2 separate regions of the Sus scrofa genome follow, and region 1 is linked to region 2. Evidence: chromatin contacts called from public HiChIP or PLAC-seq data. All regions are on one chromosome and are shown on one strand. Each heading gives the region's core, a stretch centred on a gene start, on an enhancer-like site or on the middle of the called end of the contact. The rest is flanking DNA. Distances are from core to core; before and after follow the strand shown.

Region 1 (6,330 bases), core at 2,131-4,630, 100 kb after region 2:
AAATTTAGGGTTTTATTCAGAATGATCCTTAAAGATTTTTAAATGAGGGAGTTCCCGTCGTGGCGCAGTGGTTAACGAATCCGACTAGGAACCATGAGGTCGCGGTCCCTGCCCTTGCTCAGTGGGTTAACGATCCGGCGTTGCCGTGAGCTGTGGTGTAGGTTGCAGACGCGGCTCGGATCCCGCGTTGCTGTGGCTCTGGCGTAGGCCGGTGGCTACGGCTCCGATTAGACCCCTAGCCTGGGAACCTCCATATGCCGCGGGAGCGGCCCAAGAAATAGCAACAATAACAACAACAACAAAAAGACAAAAAGACAAAAAAAAAAAAAAAAAAAAAAAAAAAGATTTTTAAATGAGGATCAACTGGGCAATACTATAAATGCTAAATAAGCATGATAGCTAAAGCAATACTAATAAATACACTTTAGAAGAAGTGAATATTAGCAAGAGTCTCTTAAGAAAAAAAAAAAAACTGGCAAAAGAGAAACAAAAATGAAAGAGAAATATACTCCGCAAATTTTTTAAGAAACTGTCTACCTTAGCAAAACTCTTAGTATAGCAAATATTTTTTCACTAAGTTGAAGATGTCATCAGTTAAAGATAATTCTTAAGACTCCAAGTCTCAAAAATGACCTTGCAACTATCAAGACAGAATATCATCCTCATAGTAGTTAAAAGTACTGGCCTAGGAAACAGTTCTGGATTCTAAGGACAGTTTTATCATTTACTAGCTATGTGGTCTTGAGTGATTACTTGACTTCGCTAAGTCTCAGCTTCATTATGTGTCAATAGAAGAAATTAGTTCATTTCATACTGTTGCTGTGACAGTTAAATGAGATAATAATACACATTAAACTCTTAGCACAGTGACAAACGGTCAATAAATGGCAGCTATTAGTTATTGCTTAATTTCAAATACTCACGTTTCTGTGCAGAAATTTATAGTTTGTAAATTACCACATACATAATCTCTTACGATCTTCTGGGGTCAGTATACGGTTTAAGAAACTGAAGTCAAATGACTTACCCAAAGATGTTAATTAGTGGGAAAAGAAATTCTGTACTTGCTTGACTACACAAGGAAGAAGAATTCAAAACTCCTTTCCCCCCATAAAGCCTAGAAGCTCTGCCTTTTAAATTTTGTTTAATCTTTTATTTAAACTGTAGTTAAATATATAAAAGTTGCTATCTTAGCCATTTTAAGTGTACAGTTCAGTGCCATTAAACACATCCACACCATGCTGTGCAACCATCACGACCACCCATCCCTATAACTTTTTCTTCTTCCTCAAATGAAACTCTGCACCCATTAAACACAATCTTCCTAGTCCCCTCTTCCAACTCCTGGCAACCAGACTACTGTAGTTCCCCCGCATAAGTGGAATCATACAATATTTGTACCATCACTGGCTTTTTTTTCACTTAGAAGCATGTCTACAAAGTTTATCTGTATTATGGCAAATGTCAGGATTCCCCCCCCCTTTTTTTTGTTTTTGTGGTTTTTTTTTTGCTTTTTAGGTCCACAGATGCAGCATATGGAACTTCCCAGGTTAGGGGCCAAAACAGAGTTACAGCTGCTGGCCTATACCACAGCCACAGCAACACAGGATCTGAGCAGTGTCTGCAACCTACATTGCAGCTCAGGGCAACACCCGATCTTTAACCTAAGGAGCGAAGCCAGAGATTGAACCCACATACTCATGGATACTAGTTGGATTCTTTTCTGCTGGGCCACAACGGGAACTCCAGATTGCTTTCCTTTTTAAGGCTGAATAATATTCAGTTGTATTATATACCACATTCTGTTTATCCATGTATCCACTAATAGACATGTGGGTTGCTTCCAGTACTTTATTTTTTAAAGCATTGTTAACACTTATTTAGACACTGGTTATCCATTTTCAGTATTTTTTTTTTTTTAGGTGCACCACCATAAATCAACACAAAGGAAAAAAGCTGAAATGCAAATGAATCTGATTTGGTAAGAGAACAAACCATTAATTAAAATAATAAATTTGATTTAACATTATCTATAAATAACTTTACACATTACTCTGAGGACATTTAATAAGAGAGGATGGAAAGTTTCTATTGGACATTAAACTAAAAAGTACATCAGGCTTGCCCTGGGAGGAAGAGAGAAGTTGCTTAAGGGCCAGGAGTCTGGGAAAACCTCAGAAGGTGACTCTCCTTGAAGCTACTCAGAGTGTGAGTGGTAATACAATTCAAAGACCAAACTGCTGGTTATCTAAAAGTAACCCTAAACTATTCAACTAGTTTAAGGATGCAACTTGAATAGATGGGAGTACCTCCACTTCGCCCTTTATAACTGCGATTTGAGATTAACCACAAGCTTCAGCACACGGTTCTCAGAAAAATAGCTAAACCACAATAGCAAGGAAGAACACCTCTAGAAACTTTGAAAACAGTGATTAAAGATACAACTGAATCTTGCACTTTAGCGATTGAAGGCTTGGGTTGTGAGCACGCACTACTACAGACGAAGACTGAAAAAGAACCAAACTATTAACATCCAGGTTTCTGAAATAATTCCAGGCTACAACCAGGGGGTGTCAAGAATGGACTGCCTTTCTTTGTATGCACGGTTTACAACCGAAGCCTATGGTCACAGGCAATCTTATTTGAAACAAAAAACTAAAATGACAAACACGGGAGCCTGAGCACCAGCAGGACCCGCAAGGGAGTCCCATGGTTTCCGGCCGGCGGTTCTGAGGCTACTGACCGCCCTTCAGCCCGAGTGCCCCGAAAGGCATACTGCTGTCACTCGGTCATCACCGACAACTTCCTTGGGGCGACCTCACTTTTCAGTCTCTCAAAGTTTACCACAAGTTCTCGCAAAGGATTCTTCTGTCCATCTTCACCCTCGGACTACACCTCCACCCCACTGTGCCCCCGGATGCCCCGAGACCTGCAAGCACGCAGGGTAAGACTTCGCCCTCGCTTGCTTGCTCCCAGCCGCTGGGGAAAGCGGCTGCTGAAAAGCAAACTTCCCGAGTTGCGGAAGGCAGGAGGGCGCGCGGCGCACTCACAGCTGGTTGATGGCGTTCTGCGAGATGACCGCGTTGGCGGAGAAGTAGGGGATCATGTCCGGGCCACCGAGGCTGCAGGTGCAGGCGGGGGGCGCCTTCCTCTTGCGGACCAACGTGCTCAGGGTCATGGAGCTGGCTCACGGCGCACAGCTCCGCATCCTGGCCCCCCGCCCGGCTCGGGCACAAGGCGCTCGCGTTGAACTCGGCGGGACTGGAGGCGCGGACAACGCGGGATCCCGGCGGCGGAACTGAGTCCGCCGGGTGGCGCGGAGGCAGCCGCCGCAGCCCTGGGGCTCGGCTCCGGAGTCCCGGCGGCTGGGCGCTACCAGAAGCCCGCCCCTACTCACGTCCGGGGCGGGGTGGGGCGGGTCCTACGAGGCTGGAGGGTCGGCCCTGCCGGCGCCCCGCCCCGGAGCTCCTAGCACCCACCAGATCCCGCTACCGCGTGCGGGCCTGGGGAGCATGGGTGGGCCGCAAGCCGCGCCTGGAGTAACGCGAGCCGGGGGTCGGGGGAAAGGCTCACATTTCTTTAGAACGTTTGAACAGAAAGGTCCTGCCTCTTAGTTGGCTTTGTTTGAACCTCAAACAAACGTTATTTTTTCAAATGATCTTAAAACTTTAAAAGGCTGTACACCCACAAAATGCATGGCTTCCTATGTGCCATGGGCTAGGAGAATGCAGAAATTAACCGGATTTTTTGTTGTTGTTTAAAGCAAAAGAGTTGAGGTTATGATGGGGAAAAAAAAAATCTATCTACACTGTTGATAACATCTGCTATCCTTGTAAGTAAATTCACGAGGGCTTTCCTAACCAAGGATTCACAGCCTTAACCACACATACGAGTCACCTGTAGAGATGTAAAGACTCCCAATGCCCATCTGCACCCTGGACTAACCAATCAAGTCGGAATTTCTTAAAGCTGAGATCTAGAAAGCAGTTTTTTTCAAAGCTCCACAGTGATTCCAGTGTGCAGCAATGGTCGAGATCACCGTGCCAAATGATCTAGAGAGAGACAGGATGGAGAGACTATATCCTCACTGTACAGATGTGGAAACATTTAGAGTAATGAATGTTGATGAACTCACTTGTAAGTGATGTCACTTAGATAGGACTCCTGCTGTATGTAGGGCTTTCCCCACCAAACCCTATTCCCTGGTGCTTTCATGAGTTTAAGCCTTAATGATTTTCGCAACAACTCAATGAGAAGAGCCTTCCACTTGACCTGGGACCAGCTCTCGGTAAAATGAGAATCTCATTTCTCTCTCTCCTACAAACTATGCAGTGGCTTACAAAAGGAACTGCTTCCCCCGCCCCAGGCACCCCCCCACAGGCACTCAGTAAAGGTTAGCTCCCTTATCTTTTGTCCTTCCTGTCTCATCAGAATAAATATTTTCAGGCATCAGTATTTTTAGCTTTTGTGAATACTTCACTAAAACATTAATATAAAGTTGCTTTAGGTATTCTAGAGCCAAAATTAGTAATTTAAAAAAGCAACTTCAGGAATTCCCTTTGTGGCTCAGCTGTTAAGGAACCTGACTAGGATCCATGAGGATTGGGGTTCGATCCCTGGTGTCCCTCATTGGGTTAAGGATCCGGTGTTGCTGTGAGCTGTGGTGTAGGTCGCATAGGCAGCTGAATCCCCCATTGCTGTGGTGTAGGCCAGCAGCTACAGCTCTGATTCGACCCCTAGCCTGGGAACCTCCATATGCTGCAGGTGCAGCCATAAAAGAGCATTAAAAAAAAAAAAAAAAAAAAAAAAAAGCAACTTCACTATTATAAGATATCATGAGAAAAGATTAGAAGAGAACTATAAGAGAAAAGAGGCAAAAATGAGGAAGAATTCACTTTACTTACTCCTCACCACAGGCTAGAATCAAGAAGAAATAAATCTTTGTTTTATATAAATTTTCAGATCTCTGTTCCTATTGAGTTTGGCAATTTTCAAACTACTAGTAATGAAATAATCTAAACTATAAATTCTGTCTAAACCCAGAATCACTTTTTGTTAGTTGATCCTTCCAGAAAACTTAAAGTTGTTGCCAAGGCAATGAGGGGCTTGAAATATTGCAAACTCACGCTGAAAACAGATATCTAAATTTGCTATATCTGGTAATAGGAAGGAATTAGTTGGTCAGTAAAGAGTTAATGAAAGGTCTGGACTTTGGAGTCCAGTGCATCATCTTCATCCATCTCTAGAAAGGAAAAATTTTGAAAGATTTATTCAGGCTGTGTCAGCAAGCACCCAAATGGCAGTATAAGAAAAAAATCTGCTGATACACCCCAAAATAAATTGCTTTAAATATCTGGCAAACTTGCCAGTTTGAAACTTCTTCCAGGCTATAATTTATTACAGCCTCCTGCAGTGATTTAAAAAAAATAAAAGCAGCAGGCTGTTTAGAACAGCACTGCAAAGGTGAGTCCAGTTCTTTCATGACACAGCACAGATAGGATTTTATTGAAGTCAACACTAGATGATGCCATTTAGGAAGATAATGGCATGGTAATCGTCTGTATTTGTCGGAAAAAGAAGTCAGCAGGAAATGTATTTTACTTAGTTCAACACTTAATGTCTCTGGCATTTAAAAACTCTAGAGATAAAGATTTTATAAATATGTATACTCGTCTTTTATAAATATGTTCCTATAGTGACACCTCATAAGTGCGCAGTCCTTTGTTTTCCCTCAAAGACCTCTGTCAGTGCCTGTTCAATAAATGAAGATGATTTTAACACTGCCATCCAGTCCTTTTCAAAAGCTTTTCTAAGTTAAATTCTCATTTTGAATGGTAATATAGAAAACTGGGAAAGCACTAGAACATGCCTCTTTGCAGACTGAGGTATCTTTAAGGAAACAGTTTTTTCCTACTACTGTTTTAAAAAGTTGAACAAATTCCCCTTCTTTTCACAATCTGCAGAGTGTCAAAATGTCAATCGATTTAGTTTCAGTTCAGTTTAATCCTTTACTCTCCACTGTCAGAAAACAAGGCTTGAGGGAGTGAGCTCTCTGTACCCAAGCATCTAGGAATTCAAAAATGATTCCAAATTAAATTGAGCAGCATGAAATAAACTAAGCTAGTTTTCTACTCCACATGAAGTCAGAAGGGGCTTTCTCTAAAAAATTGAACAAAACCCCTGAAGAAAAATTGCTGTATTTATGATTTTGCTTGAGTTTAACAGATTTGGAAATGAAATTTTTAATATCATTTGCTGACCATTCCAAGAGTCAGAAATATGAATACTCTAAAATGTTAGCATTAGCTATGCCCAAATTAAATTTTTTTG
Region 2 (6,967 bases), core at 1,852-4,351:
TCTGGTCGTCAGCTGTCATTTCAGAAGGGGTCATTTCCACTGCTGACAGTCGGCAGCTCTCACTTCTTCCTCCACCCAGGTCCTCCATCTTCGAGTGAGAAAAAGATCGGGAACGGGTTTCTTGGGAAAGCTCTACAAACTTCTCTAGGGCACTAAGAAAGTTAATGCGATCTGTACTAAAATCTGAGACTTCGGCCTGGCAAATGGGCTGGGGGCTTGGTGACTCTGGATCAGGGGACATGGGGAGATCTTTCAGGCGGGATGTTAATTCCTCCAAAGGCAGTAAGTGGACATTCACGTCTGCTTTCAGCGCGTCTGTCTCCAAATCTTCCACTGTTAAGTCTGGGAACTTGTTGGCCATTTCTGGGTCCTGTCCGGGTTGGATTAAGGCTTTGGATGCATGGCAGTTGTCAAGAGGGAATTTTGATTCATTGAGACAACACCCTGATGAGCATCCATTGATGTCATTGAGGTTTAATTCATCTTCAATCTGTCCGGCATGAAATTCCCTAGACGTAAACTCCAAGCAGATCATTCTCTCTTTGGTACACAGGCCTTTCTGATTTTCATCTTGTGGGACAACATGCTCCACGAAGACAGGAGGTATGGGTGGGTGACCCTCCAGGGCCTTCACCTCAGCAATCTGGTCTGCTGAGGTAGTGATCTCCTTCTTGTTGAGTTCCAGCCCTGGTGTGCAGATGGGTTCGTGGTGGTCTGAGAGGTCACTATCTGAGTGAGATCGCCAGAGCTTGTTATGCCGCTGTTTGCTGCGGAGGACACACACAGGAAACGCCTCATTTGGTTTGTGAAACAATCAATACCCTTCCAGGAAACCACTCCCAGATAAATTTAAATCTTAACCTGCAAAATGCTTTGTCACTGGCCCAGTGGAGGGAGGCAATAAACAGTTAAAATGATGCTCAGTTTCACTAACAGCAAACAACAAAAACCAAAACGACAACAAAGACAAATGGAGATCTGATTTTTTACCAATCAGACTTACAAGAGCTGAAATGGTTATGAACAGCTACTGCTGATGAAGATTTGGCCAAACATAATGAAATAGGAGTGTGGACTGCAGAATTTTAAAGAGTGACATCTGGCAACAGCTCTCAAAATTTAACTCTAACCAGCAACTCTCCTTTTAAAAATTTTACTTGGAGAAATACTACTACATAGGTACACAAAACTATATATATATACACGCATATACATGTATGTGTATATATATGTATATATATGTATGTGTATATATATATATGGAAGTTACAGTAACAACTACAGAACTAAAAAATTAAAAAATCAGACACTAAAAAGAAATTTATTTAAATTACAGGCTATATGCTTATATGATATGAGGCTATTAAAAACAGGAATTCCCTGGTGGCCTAGCCCTGGTGGTGTCGTCACTGCTGTGGCTCCAGTTTGATCCTCGGTTCAGGAACTTCTCTGCATATTGCAAGTGTGGTCAAACAATGCCCACTCCCCACCAAAACACACACACACACAACCAGTCAGGTGTTTTAGTGGAATGATGTCCAAGGTATATTATTTGGTGAAATGCATGCTGAATACACTTGTAATAGTCAGTTTCCATGTTAGAATAAGTATAGGAAAATTATCTGGAAGAAAATCACTAAACTGGTGACTGTGTTTCTTTCAGGGAAGGAGGGCTTTTACTTCTGGCAGGGGGAGGAGGGCTTTACTTTCTACACTTTGCAGTATTTCTGTAGTTTTGAATTAAAAAAGTGAACATGTTTAAGAACTGAGGGGGGGGACTAAAACAAAACAACCCCCAAGTTATACAAAGAGAAATACTCTGCTGGAGCCCATTATAAGTCCTCACAATTGGGGTAAAGAGCTGATACAGGGTTAATCACTGATATGGAAGTGTGAGGGGGGTAGTAATCCTACTTGAATTAGAAAGCAAAGTTGAGGCTAGTAAATTGGGAGAAGCAAGTGGGTAACAGGAACTCCTGCTGTGACACAGCAGAACGATCCAACTAGTATCCATGAGCTCTCTGGTCTCGCTTAGTTGGGCTAAGGATCTGGCATTGCTGTGAGCTGTGGTGTAGGTTGCAGACATGGTATGGATCCTGCGTTGCTGCAGCTGTGGTGTAGGCTGGCAGTTGCAGTTCAGTTCCAATTCGACCCCTAGCCTGGAAACTTCTATATGCCACATGTGCAGCCCTAAAAAGCAAAAAAAAAAAAAAAAAAAAGTTGGTAACAGAATGGAAGAGGATAAGCATAAAGTATAGGCCCCTTTCATAAAGATCTCTGGATAAAAACCATTAAGCTCTGGTGACACCTGGAAAGACTCCACACATATATGGACAGAAGGTCTGATGGGATCTCATTTCAAACCACATTAACAAGGAAGCACGGTTCCCAAAGTTCTAATCAAGCAGAAAAATGTGGCCCTATGGTTGGGCAGGATCACCTGCCTAGGTAACAGGTCACTGAATGTGGCATTTGGGGGTGCAGTGTCCCTGACTTACATGCTGATGAAGAATTACCTCACCGCAGGGTGGAATGGGAAAGAGCCCAAAACAACTTACCCCAGGCTCAGGGCCACACCTGCCTCGGCTGCCTGTGAATCTCAGCCGAGTCATGCGCCTGCACTAATGTGAACTCCTGTTTGTTCTCAACTCTGCACCTGCTCTCCCTCCCCCTGCCTGACTGCTGCTAGGGTGGGGCGCTCTCTGACTCAGGCCTGCCCAGCATAAGGGTGCTTTTCCGGGTAGGAAGCAGGTCAATCTGTTGACGAAGACAAGCTATAATCAATTAGCTGGGTGTGAGGTGGGGTTTTCACCTTTTCCAAGCTGCACAAACACCAGCCACCCCTAGGAGGAGACAACATATCACATATCCCAAAGTGTGAGTGGCTGTGGGAGGAAGGCTGTCTGGCTGGAGAGGTGGGGCCTCAGCTGTACTTGGTGACCAACGGATCCCAATGTGCTTCCCTTTAAAGTTTCTTCTTTCATGTCTAGACACCCTGTTTTCTGAGCTAAATATGACTGTGTTCTCCAGTTTCCAGCCCTCACCTGTCAGGAGAATGTCCACACCTGTACCAAGGCCCCCAGCCACCATGGCAGGACAATTCCATGATGCAGATGGCTAGGGAGTGACCTCCAGAGTAGCTGTTTTCACCCTTCTAATAATATAAGAACAGCTTAGCTCATCAGTCGACATGCAAATGGGATATTTTCATGATCCCAAGAACCCTCCACATGTTTTTAAAAAACTGCCTGTGAATCGCTAATCAACCAAGAGGGAACGACAGAGTGATATTATGCTAATAGGCACAAACAGTGCAGGTTTCAGAGGAAGTGGCTGACGTCACAACAGCTTTACCCAACAGGGATTTCCTTCTCTTCCTGGGAAGATATTCATCAGAAAACACTGGGTCAGGGCTCTGGAGTTAAACTGACACCTACTTGTAAAGGAGAGAGAAAAATCCCAATCCAAAAATAAGTCTGACTCTGCTGCCTTTTTCACTTTTGCAGTAGGACCTGTAGGGAGAGTGGGCAGCTCTCTGACCAGGTCAAGATACTCCTTACCATGGCTCGGAAGCACTGCTGTTCCAGGGGCCCCTTCCTGAGCCCCCCCACCTCCTCCTCCCAGCTCAGGGGTCAGTAACCTCCACCCTGAGTTTTGTGCTTATCATTCTTCCCTTTTTCCTCATAGTGCCATCACATGTTTTGTTCTAACAATATAAAGCTTAGTTTGCATGTTTTGAATTTTACATACATGAAATCATGCTGTATGTATTCTCCTACAACTTTTTTTGACTAGCATGTTTTTAAGATTCATCAATGTGTGTAGCTGTAACTGCATACATAGTGTGGTGAGTATGCCACAAGGTATTCATCCACCCTGTTGATGAACAGCTTTGGCTATTACAAGCACCACCACCACAGGCATTCTTGTGCCTTGTGCACACTGCGGTTTCTCAAAGGTGTCACACGTAGGAATGGAAAAGGTGTGCATCACAGTTTCACTCAGCAACACCAAACTGTCTCCCATTGAAGCTTTTCCCAAGCCAGTTTATTCTAATGCTTCATCCCTGCTAGGGACAGATGTAAGGCATTAGGTCATATTTGTTATTTTAAACTGTCATATTCAGCTGACTCCCCCCACCTATTCCAGGTAGGCAACAAGGGAATAAGTTGCCAAAAAGAATTTCAGAGTTGGGTTGTGGCCTGGATGATGCAACCAAGTCTCAGGTTCTTTTCCTGAATGGCCTCCGACCTGAATTTGGATTTACATAAACACACTGACACACATGAGATGACTGGGCCATTCTGGGTAAGAACCTGGTCTTTTACTTAGTAATGACCGAGAATGAAATCTAACTCCCATCCTTTTGCCTCTGCTTTCTTTCTTGTTATATGCTTGGTGGAGCACCAACTCTGAGACAATGAAAGAGAGGAAAATACTGCTAAAGATGGAATATCAGTTATAGTGAAATCAGACTGTTTATGGTTGCTTCTTAAGGCATCAGGGAGCCTGTAGAGAGGAGAAGGAAGAGAAAAAACATCAATTGAGCATTTTCTGTGCTGTGCATGGTCCTAAATGCTCTAAGATTATTTTGCTGAAAAGCTATTAAGAAAATCCTTTAAACTTTAATTGCGATTGGCTGTCATCTGACCAGAATCCATCTCCTCTCATTCTTGGGTTCCCTCCTGCTGGCTGACCACTGTGCACCAGCTAAGCCAGGGTAAAAGACAACTTTGTCTCCTTTGGCCCTGGTGACAGGGGTGTTCAAAGAATCAAAACTAACATCTGTGAGGACATGTGTCACAAACTCTCCCTTGGCCACCACCCAGTTTTTCTTTCTTGTCCCTTATACACTGGAACATAATATCTCAGACACATGGTCCAGCTTGCGAATGCTTGAAATCTGAACCTGTCTAATGGAACATAAATCTGCCAAATACCTAAATGATCAGAGTTCAGGATAACAAACAGGGCTGCTGGTAATTTAATGGAGGGTTTCGACACACACACGCACTTCTCCTTCTCCTGCCTCACTTCCATCCCCTATTTATAAAAACAGAAAAAATAAAATTAGATGTGGACAGAATCAGTGCCTTTACTGTACTCTCACTTTTAGGTCTGAAGGAGAATATTAAATATTAGCCTTTCCCAGGCTGTTTATTAAAGACATACTAAAAGATGCAAAAAGTTCCTTGTATTTCAGAGAGGGTGTCATTGCTTGGTCTATACCTTTATGTTCTGATTAAACTGTAACCAACTCATAAATCCCTATAAGGGCCTGGTGTCATTTTGGTAAACTTCTCTTACACCAAGAGGTTACCAAGTACCAAGCTAATACCCTCAAATGGAGGGCTGCCACCTCAAGTTAAGCACCCAGTGCTACTCTGGACAACCATCGGGCTTGACAATCTATCTATATCTTTGGGAAAATCACCACGCATTGTCTTTGCAAAGAATCTGGGACTTCCCTTCTGCCTCTTGTAAGCAGAGAGACCTCATAGCAGTGCTCTAGGGCCAGGCAAGAATCCGCTAGGCTCAATTCATTTGGCAGGTACCCTGTAGGGCCATTTCTTGACAACACATCATAGACTGCAGACCTTGATGGTTGCATAACCAGGAGGCACTCTCACTCTTTTTCCTTAGACTTGATTTGGTTTGTGTTGGTTTTTCCTCTTTCTTTCTTTTTTTTGCAGCACTTGGGCCAAATAGAAGTTCCTGGGCCAGGAATTGAATCTGAGCTGCATCTGCAACCTAGGCCACAACTGTGACAATGCCAGATCCTTAACCCTCTGCGCCTGGCCAGGGATCGAACCTGGGCCACCACAGAGACAATGCTGGATCCTTCACCTGCTGTGCCAAAGCAGGGACTCCATTCGAGTGTTGGTTTGAGTATTCACTGCCCATAGGTTTAGGGAATGTGATACCTCCTTAGCACTAGAGGGTGAATATGAATTTGTTTTAGCTGGTCCAGGAAATTCTGTTTTCCTAGCTAGTGATTACTTTTAGGAATACGACTCAGTCCTGGTCAATGGTCCTGCAGGGGTGGGAGTGGGGAGGGATGAGCAGTCTATCTTGGAGCTTTTGGAAAAGGTCTTTCCCTCTAATTGAAATGACCATTCATTTAGCCAGAGGCTGAGGAATTCAATGTAGATGCCTAGAAATGTGGAAGACATTTGGCAATCATGGGGCAATTCAAGGACAAAGCCACTAACGAAGGAAGGTGGAGCAGGAAGATGAGAGCACCCAAGTCCCTGATTACATCATAAGCCATTACAGAGTCAACTTCTGTGCTTGTTACAAGAGATGTTAAATGATCCAACTTTTTAAACTGCCTTTAGTTGGGTGTTGGGTCTTGTGTCTGCTCCTGGAGACCCACTCTTCAGCCTTTCTACCCTGCTCTGTGTCTGGAGTCCCACCTATGAACCACATCAACCGGCCCCCTGTCCCCTCCTTCTACAGGGCATGGGTAATGGGGAGCCCTAGCAGAAGACTAGAGGGAGGAGAGTGAAGGCAGGCCATTATTCCTGTAGCTCCTTCCCCGAAGAGTCACTCTGGCTGGCTGTGTCCCTTGACTGAAGGCTCTTGGCAACTCTTCTGAAGGTGCCTTTTCTCTCGGAGTCTTCTTCCAGTAACTGCTCCCTCTCTCTTTGCCCAGAAGCTATTACCAAAAGGCTCTACTGATACAAGTCCCTTGATCCCACTACAATTCCACACCTTTGTAAATACTCCCTTTATAAAACCCAAGTCCTCATATGATCCTAATCTGAGTATGCTGCTTCTTGTTGAGATCCCAACTGATGAAGATATTCTATTACTTGCAGCTAAAAGCTGCCAAGTGATAATAACCCTCAGCACTAGGTTTTAGTTTTTAAAATCCAAGACTCATCACAATACAGAAAATTCCAGGACACCTCTGTTCTAATGGAGTTAGCGTGTCTGTGGGTGGCAGGTGGCAGTGTCTGGAGGA

Evidence for each region. HiChIP or PLAC-seq counts read pairs in DNA pulled down with a chosen protein or histone mark.
Region 1: an H3K27ac HiChIP or PLAC-seq map of skeletal muscle shows a contact between it and region 2. The contact joins two enhancer-like sites. A contact is called at or near these places in 1 of 5 promoter capture datasets (liver), 21 of 47 Hi-C or Micro-C datasets (alveolar macrophages, blood, brain and 11 more) and 2 of 2 datasets of contacts at active chromatin or transcription factors (alveolar macrophages and skeletal muscle).

The regions. Positions count from the first base shown.
Region 1 is chr12:45,928,676-45,935,005 of Sscrofa11.1, forward strand. All of the region lies in intron 3 of SSH2 (protein phosphatase Slingshot homolog 2), which reads right to left. Among named protein-coding and RNA genes, the nearest start is that of CORO6, 120 kb to the left of the region's middle. Within about 2 kb of position 3,381, at least 69 of the 83 cell types and tissues checked have an H3K27ac peak or open chromatin away from gene starts, as enhancers often do. A contact at or near this core is called in alveolar macrophages, liver, retroperitoneal adipose tissue and 1 more, where this site is marked.
Region 2 is chr12:45,828,295-45,835,261 of Sscrofa11.1, forward strand. It overlaps SSH2 (protein phosphatase Slingshot homolog 2), which reads right to left. Exons shown (of 20, transcript XM_021067518.1): 17 at 1-767. Among named protein-coding and RNA genes, the nearest start is that of CORO6, 17 kb to the left of the region's middle. Within about 2 kb of position 3,102, at least 23 of the 83 cell types and tissues checked have an H3K27ac peak or open chromatin away from gene starts, as enhancers often do. A contact at or near this core is called in alveolar macrophages, liver, retroperitoneal adipose tissue and 1 more, where this site is marked.